Regions from separate parts of the Mus musculus genome. Here regions 1 and 2 are each linked to region 3. A link is a contact called in public HiChIP or PLAC-seq and promoter capture Hi-C data. All regions are on one chromosome and are shown on one strand. The core of a region is the stretch at or near the end of the contact, and the rest is flanking DNA. Distances in the headings are between cores, read along the strand shown.

The links. HiChIP or PLAC-seq counts read pairs in DNA pulled down with a chosen protein or histone mark. Capture Hi-C pulls out chosen DNA fragments and counts their contacts.
Region 1: a promoter capture Hi-C map of adipose tissue shows a contact between it and region 3. The contact joins two enhancer-like sites. A contact is called at or near these places in 4 of 15 datasets of contacts at CTCF or cohesin (the NIH/3T3 cell line, large pre-B cells and stem cell-derived epiblast-like cells), 16 of 484 Hi-C or Micro-C datasets (B-cell progenitors, CD4 T cells, the G1E-ER4 cell line and 9 more), 8 of 115 datasets of contacts at active chromatin or transcription factors (the HPC-7 cell line, astrocytes, embryonic basal ganglia and 3 more) and 2 of 9 other capture datasets (adipose tissue and embryonic stem cells).
Region 2: a contact with region 3 is called in an H3K27ac HiChIP or PLAC-seq map of heart atrium, with 6 times the contacts expected there. The contact joins two enhancer-like sites. A contact is called at or near these places in 1 of 15 datasets of contacts at CTCF or cohesin (large pre-B cells), 9 of 484 Hi-C or Micro-C datasets (the G1E-ER4 cell line, bone marrow-derived macrophages, double positive thymocytes and 2 more), 2 of 115 datasets of contacts at active chromatin or transcription factors (heart atrium and pancreatic cancer cells) and 2 of 9 other capture datasets (embryonic stem cells and liver).

The regions. Positions count from the first base shown.
Region 1 is chr17:84,366,113-84,370,941 of GRCm38.p6, reverse strand. The region is part of intron 26 of Thada (thyroid adenoma associated); the gene reads left to right. Among named protein-coding and RNA genes, the nearest start is that of Gm24722, 23 kb to the left of the region's middle. Within about 2 kb of position 3,106, at least 86 of the 459 cell types and tissues checked have an H3K27ac peak or open chromatin away from gene starts, as enhancers often do. A contact at or near this core is called in adipose tissue, astrocytes, heart atrium and 2 more, where this site is marked.
Region 2 is chr17:84,235,402-84,239,968 of GRCm38.p6, reverse strand. All of the region lies in intron 31 of Thada (thyroid adenoma associated), which reads left to right. Among named protein-coding and RNA genes, the nearest start is that of Gm36279, 45 kb to the right of the region's middle. Within about 2 kb of position 2,643, at least 42 of the 459 cell types and tissues checked have an H3K27ac peak or open chromatin away from gene starts, as enhancers often do. A contact at or near this core is called in heart atrium, where this site is marked.
Region 3 is chr17:83,888,775-83,893,473 of GRCm38.p6, reverse strand. No RefSeq gene overlaps it. Among named protein-coding and RNA genes, the nearest start is that of Gm35125, 16 kb to the right of the region's middle. Within about 2 kb of position 3,428, at least 102 of the 459 cell types and tissues checked have an H3K27ac peak or open chromatin away from gene starts, as enhancers often do. A contact at or near this core is called in adipose tissue, astrocytes, heart atrium and 2 more, where this site is marked.

The sequences.
Region 1 (4,829 bases), core at 1,857-4,356, 480 kb before region 3:
TCTATGTGAGGAACCTATACTTAATAACACCATAAGAAGCTGTAAATGAAAGCAGAAAGCTGACTCCTGCTCCGTTTAACTGGCAGCTCCTGTGGTTTGGATTCGCAGCACTGTTACGCCCTCATTCACACCCTGGATTTCCAAGCGTTTTCAAAAAGCTGAAATGGTGACTCAAGTTTGTCAACATGTGACAGGTTATTTTCCTTTATTTAAAATGTAAGCAACAGAAATTATTCTGGATGAAGCTCTCCACTTATTTTAGCAGCAGCAGATGCTCTCTGTGATCAGTACGTCTACTAAAGACCAGCGCTTTGTGCCTAGACCGCAAGCCTCACAACTTAGCTTTATGCCTTTCCAGGCGTACCAGTGAGCGAATAAGCCAACATATCAGTCTAGTCTGGCTTAGCTCAGCACTCTTTGATTTTTTCCAGTCTGTTTGATGTAGAGGCTTACTGAGATTTATCTACTGAGCTGTTCATAGTCTGTAGGGTCAGAGCCCTGGCTGCATTATATAAGATTCCACCAGTGACAGAGGACATGGGAAGTCTCTGTAGTGTGGATACTTTAGTTCCTTGTGTTGCTCCTTGTTTTGCTTTTGAAAAATTTGAAACTATTCTCAAACTTTTATTAATATTCAGTATTTTTTCATTTTCTAATTTTATACTGAAAGCCTTAAAACAGATGTGCTATAATTGGTTCAGTTTACTAAAGATTGTTTCAACATTTGGTAGAAACAGCTATGCAAATGTGAAAACTTTTCCAATTATTTGAAAGAGAAAATCAAAATAAAAGTATGCAGTGACCAGTTGCAGGTACTGGCTGTATGCAGAGGCGAATGTCCTCTTATTCTGCTATTTCTGGTTGCAATAACAGTAATGTACCCAGCGTTATAAAAAGCCTGCAGACTGTCTTCTCCTTATCTCATGTGTTCCCAGGCATTCCCAGTAGGATAAGTATTATTGCCCCATTCCAGATGGCAGTCTTGGGAGTTTCTGTGATTAATTTGCTACATGTTTCATATCTGCTGTGATGCAGAGCTGGTGTTAACTCCTAACCTAGTTATTTTTCCATTATATCAGAGCTTTTTTGTTGACTAATACACACCATTTCTAAAAGCAACAGAGTTTTGCTAGTGGTTTGATCGTGTCCTCTTTCCTGAGAGGTGGAATAAAATTGCTCAGGCTCCTGGAGATAAGAGCATTATGTCATACTGGAGGACTGATGACGTACATTCATCCCTGCTTCACTACCCTCACATAGCAAACAGGACAGACAGACGTCTGAGGCTTGTGGGATTGTGTTAGTATTGTCCACACAACCCTGAAAGAGTGCCTGGCATAGAGGAGATGCAGAGGGCATTTTGCTGTTGCTAGAAACATTTATTCAGTGGACTTGCTTTGCTTGCTGTGTGCAGAGTAATGTGCTGAGCATTTAAGTCTTTAGCTTTAAGAATCTCCGAGCTAAGGGCTGGAGAGATGGTTGATGAAAGCACTTGCTCTTCTTACGGAGCCTGGGCTTGGTCCCCATAAACACCTTGATGGCTCACTCCAGGTCTAGGCAATCCAACGCCCTGTTCAGGCCGTTGCAGGCACCAAACATGGATGTGTTACACATACATACTTCAGGCACAGTCACATATGCAAAAATAAAAAGACTCTCAGAGTCAACTAGAGTAGGTGCACTCCACATTGCAGGCCCCGACCTCAGAGCCTTTTGTAGGGAGGGGTTTGGAAGCAGGGTGTGATTGAAGATTATCCCGTAAAAGTCAGGGTGTGAGCTTGAGAAATATGTAGAAGTCAGGCAAGTAAAGAAAACTGTGGAGTAGTATCATTTATAGAGGTGTTGAGGATGGTTGTGTGATAATTTGCCTGCCTGCCTTCCTTTCCTATCTCTATTTCACTCTTTCCCTCCCTCCCTCTCACCTGCCTTTCCTTTCTCCCTCCATCCCCACCCCCAGCCCCCAGGAATTTATGAGTCTCCGGCTACCCTCTCGCTCACTATGTAGTTAAGATGACATTGACCTTCCGCTCCTCCCTCCTCTACCACTGGTTACAGGTGTAAGTTACCACACCCAGCTTGTTGGCTCTGGGAATGACTATGCTTGCTAGGCAGGCGGTGTAGCAGCTGAACATCCCTAGCCTCCTGAGTTCACTTTTGACCCAAGACTTGAGACGCTAGAGGGAGAGCCAATGGAGCATGTCCGCTTGGCAGTTATATACACAGGGTCTGGAGCCCAGGAGTAAGGTCTGCCTAGACAAAGGAGTCTTCCACGTGTAGCTGGTATTTTATGTCTCAGTGAGTAGGCACACCAAACGGCTGAGAATGCCATCCAGGAAGCATCGCTGGTTAAATGATTTATGTGGTAAAATCTCTCAACAGAGATAGACTGTTCTAGTATCAGATTTGGAGACAGGACATGTGTGCTTGTGTATCTTAAAATCAGTGAGTATTTTGTTGCTTGGATTCCCCCGTGGAGGAAATGTGTTCCTGGGCTGTTCATCCCAAGACTCCCCACCCTCACAAGGCGCTTTAGGGAGCCTGCTGGTTCTTTGCCCAGCCATTGGAACTTAGTGGGGGAAGGCTGAACTCTTTTTGCTTTGTTATGGTTTTGAGTCCTTAAATGTAATTGGAGAAATAATGACAGTATCCTTGGGATTAAACAAGTCCAATGGATTTTAATTTTCTTGACAAACTGTAATTAAGAAATTGTTTGGGGAGATTTGCTCTCTGAGTAGGATTAGCTCACCTATGTTTTTCATTTGGAAAAAAGTAGGTCTTGCGTTAGAAAGCAAGGTCGGAGGAGTCGTCTCCAGTGCTTTATGCAGTGCAGAGAAAATACGTCAAGCTGCCAGGTGAAACGTTCCTCAAGATAGGAGAAAGAGGGAAGCAGACAATTAGAATACGCTAGGGAAAGGATTCTCTTTATCCGCTGTACCTGCTTTTCTCTTCAATTCTGGAAGGCTCTGCCAGCAGGGCTTTTTTCACCCCTATTCTTGTCCTGCCAAGAGTTGCATATTTTTGGCAAAATGTTCATTACTGGCCAGGAGTACACAAGAAAGCCTTTGCCAGAGAATTAAGCAAGCAGAAGTCTGTCAAAACAAATATTCTAGCTTGAAAATATAGTCCTGTAGGGGGAGGAGTGTGTAGTGGAGGAGGCCAGGGCATGCTCTGAGGCTGAGTATTCATTTCATAAGAATTCTGTGTTCTGAAAGGCTGCTGTTTGCCAGTGCTGAAGGAAGCAGGGCTGTGGTACATAAAATGTACTGACGAGCAAGGATGGGTTCCTGGGGATGTGGGGTTTGTTCTTGGGTTTGGTTTGCTGCTCATCTGATGACAGCCTTTTCTAAGAGGGAAACGGTTTGATAACAAATAGCCTTTTAAATTAAATTTAAGAGGTATTTAACAAAACTCATGTTTACATGGAAAAAACTCTGAGGCCTGAGGATATTAAGAACACATAAACAAATCCTCACAGAAACACCAGTCCATTTCATAAGCATTTATTTGGCCAGGAAATGCCAATTTCATATGACTCCAACTTTAAAAGTATTCATTATTGATTCTAAAAGCAAAACTTGTTTTTCCCCCTCCATTTGTTTGTTATATAAAAAATTATTTTATACATGAAGAAGAGTATAGATTGGATAAACGCAAGTGTATTTAGATTCCCTCATTATGTAGATACTCAGGGCTGCTACTTAAAAAGTTATGCTCTGAGTTGGAGAAATGTGTTTATTTGTTAGCTGACGTTTCTAGTTGGACCTGCTGGGGTTGGGCATGGGTGCTAACTGTATTAACTTCAAGAGAGATAGAAAAAAAGATTGCATACAAAATTGGATTTTAGTTCTAAAGGATTTCCTGATGGAACATCTACTTGCTGCTGACAATAGTTTCTAAGAATTTTTTAAAAAAATAAAGCATGCTACCTTGTAATATTTCAATAAATGTTGTATGTGATAAAGTATGTTAAAAGCCGGGTGTGGTGGCGCACGCCTTTAATCCCAGCACTTGGGAGGCAGAGGCAGGCGGATTTCTGAGTTCGAGGCCAGCCTGGTCTAAAAAGTGAGTTCCAGGACAGCCAGGGCTATACAGAGAAACCTTGTCTCAAAAAACAAAAAAACAAACAAACAAACAAAAAGTACAGTTAAAAACATCAATATAATATTAGTAAAATACACATCAGTTCTTCCCTCTTCCTGGCAGAACTTAGGTCTGCTGCCTAAGTCACTCAGAGGATACGTGCCTGAGAACAGAGCACAGGGGAAGTATTTCTGCCCTTTGAGTCTCTGACTTGATCCACTTTAGTTACTGGAAGAGAGGTTAATTAATGTAAAATTTCTTTAGTTTTAGTAATTCAGAAGATTAAAAATCTTTTGAGGGCTTCAAAAGATCATGGTGCACCATTGGAATTTGCCTTTAGTAAATGTAACATTTGTTTTCTAAAGAATTATAACAACATACTTAAATTCCAGAACAGTAAGCAAAATAGCTTAAGTTCACTGACTTGAAAAAACATTCTTTTATACTGCACGGTTCTAAAATAAATACTTAAAAGAAACAGAGAGCAAGCCATTCTATCTTGGATTTCATTTTCCTTCAGATAGAACAGCTAGAACAAACATTCTTGCTAGTTAGCATTGCCTGTGTTTTTATGAAGTTAATAACTAAGCTGTCAATCACGCCCTATATAAATACGGAGGTTGAATGCTTTCTGCTTCAGAAGCACTTTTATTTACAAGAGCTGCCAGCCAAGATTTCCAGAGCACTCCACGGGCTGTTTGCTTTGATCTGTGTTGAGGGCTGGTCTCTTTATACCTGTTGGTTTGCTC
Region 2 (4,567 bases), core at 1,394-3,893, 350 kb before region 3:
TGATGTAAGATAAATGTCTCATATGATTATCAATTGTTCTACCACCATTGTTTCTTTGACTTTTTTTTTTTTTTTTTTTTTGTACCTTGCCCACTTCCTCCCCTTTCAGGGGTTCTTGTCACATGTGTTAGGTCACCTGAAGGTTTCCTATAGCCACCCCACGTTTTAGGCTTTTTCTTTGTTCTTTAATGTGTGTTCCATTTTTCACAGCTTCTATCTCTGTGTCTTCAGATTAACTATTAACTAGTCTTTTCTGTTGTGCTCTCTCATCTGCTGTGAATTCTGTCCACTATGTCTTTATTTTAGACATTGGACTGTTTATCTCTAGAAGTTTCATTTTGATCTTTTTCAACTTCTTTGAACCATCATCCTACCTTCCCCAGAGTGCTGGGATAATAGATCTGTACAACATAGGAGTCTGGAAGTTAATTGACAGCAAAGAAGGGAGGCTATCACGTGGAGAAAGAGCCTCTGCGCTGATGTTTGGGTGTCTCAACCCATTTTCTGCTGCTAGAAACATCACAGAAAGGCTAACTTACAAAGAAAATAGATTTCTTTGGCTCACCAGTCTAGAAGTGAAAGAACTTGACATCAGCATCTACCTGGCATTGTCGAGGGCGTCCAGTAGTGACGTCCATGGCAGAGGGCAGCAGTGTGGAGAGCATCCTGGCTCAGACGTCTCTCCTCTTTTTATAAAGCCACTGTTCTGGATCAGGGCCTCAGTCTTGAATTTTCACTGATGTCTGTCAGCACCCAGTGTGTAAATTCCCACCCTTTTACTGCCTCGTCTGGGGTTGTGGTGGGCACATTAAATACAACAGGAATCCTGGTGCCCTTCCTCCTTGGCTCACCTCCTGTTGCTTACCTGGAAGAAGTTCCTTAACTCCTCCCTCCATGGTGGACTTCTGCAACCCAGCCAGATTCTGCTGGGCTCGCCTGCTGGGAGCCCTCCCTGCACTCCTCCTCTTGTAGTGTGTCTGCAATCCAGTAGTTCCAGAGGCCTCTTTGCTCTTAGATTCTTTTTCTTTTCTTTTTGCAATTTATTCATTTTATGTATGAGTACACTGTAGCTGTTTTGAGGCACACCAGAAGAGGGCATCAGATCTCATTACAGCAACCATGTGGTTGCTGGGAATTGAACTTGGGACCTCTGGAAAGGGCAGTCAGTGCTCTTAACTGCTGAGCAGTTGCTCCAGCCTCCAGATTCTGTTTCTTAAGTACATACTTTAGAGCTCAGGCAGAGTCTCAGGACTGTCTTTTATCACTGACAAGGACTGAGATTGCTTGGTCCCAGTCCCTCTCGATGCTGGTAAGGCAACAGAAATCGACCAAGGTACTAAAAAGAGCCTGTCTATCCAGGTGTGGTCCTCAGAGTGCTTTCATGGTGTCTCCTGTTGCCTGGAAACATCAGAGAGGCCTAAAATCCTTTGTGGGAAATAGGTCAATCAAAGGGTGGCAGGTGCTAGGGTTTATGGTGGTGCAAATCCCCTCCAAATCTTGCACTGTGGTGCAGTTCTTTGAAGAAGCAGAAGCAGACTATGTTGGGAAATAACTGCATGTTTGTGTCTTTAGTTCGTCCTGTGTTTATCTGCAGTGTTTCCTGATTGGCTCCCTGTGTTGGGTAAAGGCTGCTGGGATGGAACTGGAGGGAAGTAGTTAGAAATTGTAGTCCCCCCCCCATGCACTCATCCCTTCCCTTCTGTAATCTTCTGATTCACAAGTTAGAAGGGCTGAGCTCACAGCTTATGGCTTAAGAAGGTGTTCTTCAAATAGTATACTTAAAAGACATCCTCAGTCCGTCCCCACCAGCACATTAAGGATTCTTTGCTTAAACACACCTGCCCCTGAGCTAGCCTGGTGCATAGGCCTGTAATGCGAGCACTTGAAATGCAAGCAAGAGGGGCTGAAGTTCAGGGCCATCCTCAGCTACATAGTGAGTTCCATGCCAGCCTAAAACTGATATTTGGGAGGATGAGGGAGAGATGCATGATTCTCATAACGTTCTGACAACCAGAGTTTCCTGGTTAGAGTAACTACTGCTGCGATGGAACACTGTAAGCAAAAGCAGCTTGGGAGGAAAGGGTTTATCCGGCTCACTCTTCTACATAATAGTCCATCATTGAAGACAGTTGAGAGAAACTTAAGACAGGGCAGGAACAGAGGCAGGAGCTGATGCAGAGGCCACGGAGGGATACTGCTTACTGGCTTGCTCTCCATGGCTTGCTCAGCCTCCTTTCTTATAGAACCCAGGACTACCAGCCTAGGGATGGCACCACCCACAATAGGTTGGGCTCTCCCCTATCAATTACTAATTAAGAGAATGCCCTACAGGCTTGCCTACAGTCAGATTTCCTTAACTGAGGTTTTCCTTAACTGAGGTTCCCTTCTCTCAGATGACTTTAGCTTGTGTCAAGTTGACATAAAACTGTCCAGCACACAGGGGAAAGTGATGGACACCTCTTTGAAGGGTGTCAGAGAACCAGGAACAAATCTGACAAGAAAGAGCAGGCCAAGACCAGCTCAGAGAAGACCTGTTTCCAGGGCCTCTCCCAGCTTCTCCATGTTTGTAACTGGAAGGGCCTCTGGGGTCAGGATCACAGCTTTACTGGGAGAGGCGTTGGATTAAACAGAAGAATGGAATTTCCCTTTGATAAGGAAAAGCCAAAAATTAATAAATCAGCTGATTTTGTTGTTGTAGTTCCTATGGTTTCCTTTTCTGTACAAGTATTTTTTTTACTGAGAAATTACATAACAAGACATTAACATTTGCAGAGTACAAATTATCAGCTGATTATTTTTAGACCCAGTTCAGATAAGAACTTCACTTGGCTCGGTTGTAGCTCTCACTGACCTGGGAGAAGGTGGGACACCCCACTGCACATCGAGACTTTCTTAGCCCCTCCTTTAAGGAATGCTGGGTGAAAGTTTAGGACTACTGTATCTGCTCACTTGGCAGGAGAGGGTCCTGTGTATCCCAGGATGCCGTGTACCCACTCTGTAGCCAAGTGACACGAGCACTTGATCCTCCTACCTCCACCGCTTCAGTGCTGGGATGACAGGAGTACAGGACCTAGAGTATGTGGACTGGGAATCCAACTCAGGAACTTACACATGGCAGGCAAACACCCTAACAACCAAGCCATATCCCCAGCCAATCTGCAAACTTGTATTGGCCTAGCCGCATGAGAGAATTCAGAGCTTTGCAGAAGACAGATTCAGTTTGAGGTGAGGGAGCAGCACACAGGGTCAAGTGGAATAAGAGCCTCTGAAGTTCAGTGGCAGGGAGCCTCAAAGGAATATAGTAAGTCTCCTTGGGATTTGCTCATAGCCGCTCCACACATGCTGCTCTTACAGAAGACCTGAGTGTGGTTCCTCGCACCCTCCTCTGGCAGTGCACTGTGTCTTTAACTCCAGCTCTGTGGACCTGGTGCCCACTTTTAGCCTCCTTGGACACAGACAGATACACATATGCACATCACTTAAAATAAAAACACCTTTCTTAAATTGGTAACTTAAAACTGACTGCTCTATTACTTAGGACTTGATTTTATATTTTTGAGATTAAGTCTCATTGTGCTAGCCTTGAACTCTCAGGGATCCTTCTGCCTCTGCCTTCAAAGTGCTAGGATTACAGGCATGAGCCACCAAACCCAATAATATGTTTCTCCAATGAGAAAGGTCATAGTACAGCAGGAGGTAGTTCCTTCCGTATGAATCCAGCCATTAAGTCATTATCTTAAAGACCAGAAATACGCTTTGCTTAGAAGAACAAACAAAAGCCATATCTGAAGATGAGCACACATCGAGTGTGAGACTCAGTAACACAGTCCTGAGTGACTGCGCTGACCATACTGGGACATGTGAACACTTCCCAACAGGGAAGACTGGAAATGTCTATGCAAAATAGGATTGCCAAAGCCATCTGACCCTCATACAAATACAGTGGGGCCAATCAAACAAGGACTTGGTCCTTTCAGTGAGACCATGGCTTCCTGAGGCAAAACCCAATCAAGTTTGAGATGACAAACAGAAAAGTTAGTTTAAAAATTACTGCCCGCTAGAGAAAGCTGTTAAGCTTCATACCAGAAAGCTACTGTCAGGTTCTGTGCCCTGCTTATAAAAGGCACCCATTAAAAACAAAAATGTAAGTACCGTATGTTGAAATAGACTGCATTTGCTACCCCAAGACATACTTTGTCAGAGAGATCCTGTTGGGAAACCTTGTGGTGAGTGCTGTAGTGGGTGTGGAAGCACCAACGGTAGCTGTCAGTCCCAGATGTGCACCAGAGTGACCTGGGTCACTTTAAAGCTAGACATGCTTTGCGAAAGTTCCCCAATGAGTTTCCCATGCTCCCTGGGCTGAGAACCACTGTAGGGAAGGAATGCTGTGTTATCTCTGCAGTTGTTCATAATAAAAAATTGTGTACTCCTCCCTCCAGCCTCTTGTTCCTCCTAGAGGCCCCCTCACTGGTCACTAGGTTCTGATGCACAGAGGGGAGGGTGGGACCTCCAAGAAGTAGAGGCTGGTCTTGTTAATTCTCTGCTACATCTAAGACTTAAAAGAGCC
Region 3 (4,699 bases), core at 2,179-4,678:
AAACAAGGCTAACTTCTGGAAGCCAGAGTTGCATCTTATTATCCATTTGACAAACACAATAAATAGCTCTGATGTGCTATATGCCTTGTAAGACGCTGGGGACTCAGCGATTGAGCAACAGTGTTCAGTTCTAATCAGACTGAATAGGAAGCTGGAGTGACAGAAGGCTAGAGTCATCGGCAGAGAACTCAAAGACTGGGTGCAGGCCAAAGACCATCCAGTCAGACCCAGCCACACCAAAACATGGGATGGCATCACTTCCAAAGGTCACATCAATAAGCTGCAGAGCCAGGAGAATCCCAGAACTACAGGGACCCGAAACCAAGTTGAATGTTCCCCCTGAGCACTGTATCCTCTGCCAGGCTGGCCTTGGAAAGCCAGTCTCAGCCTCCAAATACCTACTGGTGACAAAGGCAGGCCTCTGGGAGCTGTGTCCCACTCTATCTGGAGGCCACACACTGAGGATAATAAGCTGGGGTCACATTCACGGTGTCAAATCTGAAGCCAAAATTTGCACTTCCCTTCTACACCCAGAAAGGGTGAGATCTGGAAATTTGAGGATAGTCTCTTAACGGGCGGTGACTTCTGGGACACTCACACACACACCCCTGAGAAGCATGAGGCCCCCTCTGTTGCCCAAACCATAACCCTAGAATCTGATCCTGACATACCCTCCCCCCACACTCCACCATCAGTTCAGTCCCAACTGGCGGTTCTCAACCTGTGGGTCGAGATCCCTTCGAGGGGGTCACATGTCAGATATTGACATTATGATTCTTAACAGTAGCAAGATGACAGTTATGAAGTAGCAATGAAATAATCTTATGGCTGGGGATCACCACACACGAGGAACTGTATCAAAGGATTGCAGCATCCTTTAATACACTAAGAACCGCTGCTCCCAACATCAGTGAGAAGCAGGGCTCCCTGACTGAGTCCTTCGGCTCCAGGATCCCCAGAGGCTGGGTCTAGACAGAACTCCACAGCACCTGCTAAGAGGAGTGACAGGGTCCAAAGAGAAGAACAGGTGGGTGTCAGCTGACATTTCTCAGGAGATGGGGCTGTATTTTCAGCTTCCGGCACTAGGTGCTCACAGTCAAGATTCCCATCCAAGGTCTAGAGAGATGGCTCAGCAGTTAAGAGCACTGACTGCTCTTGCAGAGGTCCTGAGTTCAATTCCCAGCAACCACATGGTAGCTCACAAACATCTATAAGGGGATCCGATGCCCTCTTCTGGTGTGTCTAAAGACAGTGCACTCATATACATAAAATAAATAGATAAATCTTTTTAAAAAAATATTCCCATCCAAGAGTTGCTAAGAGAGTGTGGGGCGGAGGGCACATCTCAGATGGCAGTTCTGCTCCATTTCACAATAGCACAGCGATAGCCCAGCCCCAACCAGTCTGAGACTGTTTTGTTTGGCCTGCAGCATGTTAGACATGAATCTTGTTGCCAACATGTAACCCTAGGAGAGATCACGTCAAAAATCCAGATTTGAAATGAGAAGAATGGCTTCCCACTCCCTCACTCTCCAAGGACGAAGCCTCCGTCCCGACCACTCCTCACTGGCACGCCCCTCCCCAACATGCCTACCTACGGAAGACCCTTTATTTCCTGCCATCTGCCCTGGCTCTCTTTTCAAGCCCTCCCGGGGGGTTTGGAATTTGTGAATTCTCATTTTAGAGTCTAAGACTGATTTTGTCCGTGGAAAGTGTGATCTGTAAATTCTGTGGCCCACTCTCTCCCATGGGGTGGGGGAGTGGGCAGCATTCGAGTGGGGAGCTGTGAGGAAGGCAAGCTAGGCTGGGGAAGCGCCTTACGACTGTGACTTAGTGCAGAAGGCAAAGAGAGATGCTTAGCCAGACTGTGAGAGGGCAGTCCTGGGAAAGACGTGCAAGGGAGGTCGGAGACGATCCCTGGGAGGGTGGTAAGGTGGAGTTGGGGCCTCAACATGAGGGGCCGACTTTTTAGATTCTAAAGTGGGCTGATTCCTGGAGCACAGGATTGCCCTTCAGCCATTTTCCCTACCCCACACTCAAAGCTGCCTTCATCCCTGTGCATAGAAAGGAGAAGAGCAGTCAAAGCCTAGGCCAGGCCTCAAAGACTTCAAAACAGAAAGACCCAAAGGCTCCATCCCCACACCGTACATCTACTTCCCTGTTAACACGAGAATCTTTGGCTTGACATCGTCCGCCATCATGGTTTAACAAAATCTCCTTGGAGAACAACCCAAGATGGAGATCATTCAGACCATCTTCCTGCCAACTGGGACAGAACAGTCATGATTTGGTGTGAGAAAGACTAGAAGAAGGTGTCATGTCTCCGAGAGGGAGAGCTGGCTTCCTCAGGCTTTGATGTCACTATCCTAGCTCACCACTACTATTCCTACTAGGCCATTTTGAAATGGCAAGAAAGGATCTACCATGAGTTGGGCCTCTGCGCACTGTGGGCTCAAGTACCCGGGGTCATCCCCAGCAGCGGAAGGGCTCTACCCAGAGTCACTTCCTCTCCTGCCCGATCGACTGCCTTGTGTTAGTTGTGGCAGTCGATGGGATGGAGTGAAGGACCATAGAGACCCCAGGCTCTTGTGCAGCCCAACAGGGGGCTCCTCTTTGCATCTGGTTGACTCCTGACCCCTCCCTCCCTCCCCGGCTCATTTCCTTTCCCCCTGAAATTCTAGAGCTGGAGATCTCTGCTTCCTCAGTGCCATCCAACAAGCCCTCAGAGCACCCTTTCCCTACAGCAACGAAAACAGTGACAATCGTCAGATTAACCCGCGCAGAGAGGAGCCCTGCACAGTCATCTGCCTTCAACTTTTTATCATTCTGGTCCTGGACTGCCCAGAGCTCATGCTCTTTTTGCCCTAAAGCCAAGCATCCTCCCCTTTAGCCCCTGCTCTCGCCCTCCTTGCCCTCCCTTAAGCTACCTCCTCCAGGCCCTTTAACCGCCAACAGCCTACTCTCCCAACTTTGATTTATGACGACCAGAGGGATAGTGAAGCTAGCGTCACCTCACCCCCAACACCATTTTAAAATCATTCAACATTCTGGGCAGAACTTTTCTATTGAAAGGCCAACACAAACCTACACAGTCCCACAGGAAGTTGCAAACAGACACACACCCTTACAACCAGAGATAACAGTGAGGGCTCAGCTCTCCTCACACCCGCTGCCCACCCTCACATTCTGGGCACTTTGGGCACATGCCCCAACAGCCTGCCCTGCCCTGTGAGCCATTTGGGCCTTCTTTTGAGGAAAAACACTCGGCTCCCAAGAAGGTTCCTGACAGGGCTGTTTTTTTCCAGAGCCGCTGGATAAATTGCTTTTGTGCAAAAATAAACACAAGTGAACTGCATTAGGCGAGCGAGTGACACATTAGTTACAGATGCAGGGCCTGTCAGAACATTGAGGGAACAGCTTTTATTGGGGAAAGGCTGAGAGACTCATAAATAACCGGTTGGCAATCTCACATAAACATTTGTGCGTTCACATAAACACCGCCTACCACAAACGGGGCCTGGCTGCCAGCAGGCCTTGGAAGAGCCCTTTCTGCCTGTCCTCGGAGAATAAGGACGAGTCTGGAGGAGGAGAAGGGTCACAAACCCCCTTTCTCCCATAGTTCCCTGCTTCTTGGACCCACACCCTGTGCTCTGTGGGGTGGAGGGAGAGATCCAAGTTCTAAATTCTAAGAGTCTGCCAGAGAAAGAGGGTCAGTGCCCAGCCCCGATGGAACAACTGCTCCATTTTCCTGCCCCCACAGAAAGCTCGCATTAACCAGCCCAGAAAGGAGAGAATAGGGGATGTTGTGGCACTGGGGGGCTGGCCTGCTGAATAAAGCCAAGGGAAAGGCTTGAAATGAGCTTGGAAATCCTTCTCAATACAACCCCACTGGTTCCCATCAGAATTTCTGAGAAAGTGGGATGAAGCCAGCATCCCCCTCAGCCCCACAGACGGAGTCTACAAAGGATGGCACCAGCCTCATTCCATCCCAAGATGCAGGGTGCCTGGGCTTCCTCCCGTTGGCTCTTGAGAATGTCCTTACATTGGCCCTGAACCTCTGAGACCCACACTTCAGACAACATCTGTTCGAGGCCACAAAGAAGGGCAAGGCAGGCCGTGTGGATTTGACCAACCGGGCCATTCTTGCCGCTGTCCTTTCTGTGCCAAGTCTGGTCCCCTCACACTCCACCCATTTCCCAAGCAAAAGCCCTCTGAAAAGGCCCTGATGCCCTTATTTGCACTGAGGTGAACTGTGGCCTTCATTTGACACCATCTCCCTCCCAAGTGGATAAAGCACGAAAGAGCAAGACTGTGTCAGCAGCTAGCGCTCAAACTTTTTGTCAAGTTTTTAAACCAGCTAAAAGGGGAAATAAGAATTTGGGATTTTTCTTTCCCCCTCCCACCCTATTTTGGGGTTCTTTTAGGAAAAAAAGAGTATACAGACAAAAGAGACCGGCCATGTGCCTCGAGATCTCTCACAACAAAGACTGGCCCCAGCGCCAACCAGGAGTCACTGCGCTCTGCCACATGACAGAACAAGACTCTTCAGATTGAGTGCCTTCCTCTTCTGTCCGCTGTGTCCTTTCATCTAACCCCATTCTTCCTTCAGCATGGCTTCCCTCTCTGCCCTCCACGGACCTCCGTGGTCTAGTCCATCTGAATTCCATACCCATCTTGATCCCAATGTTAGACTTCCCAT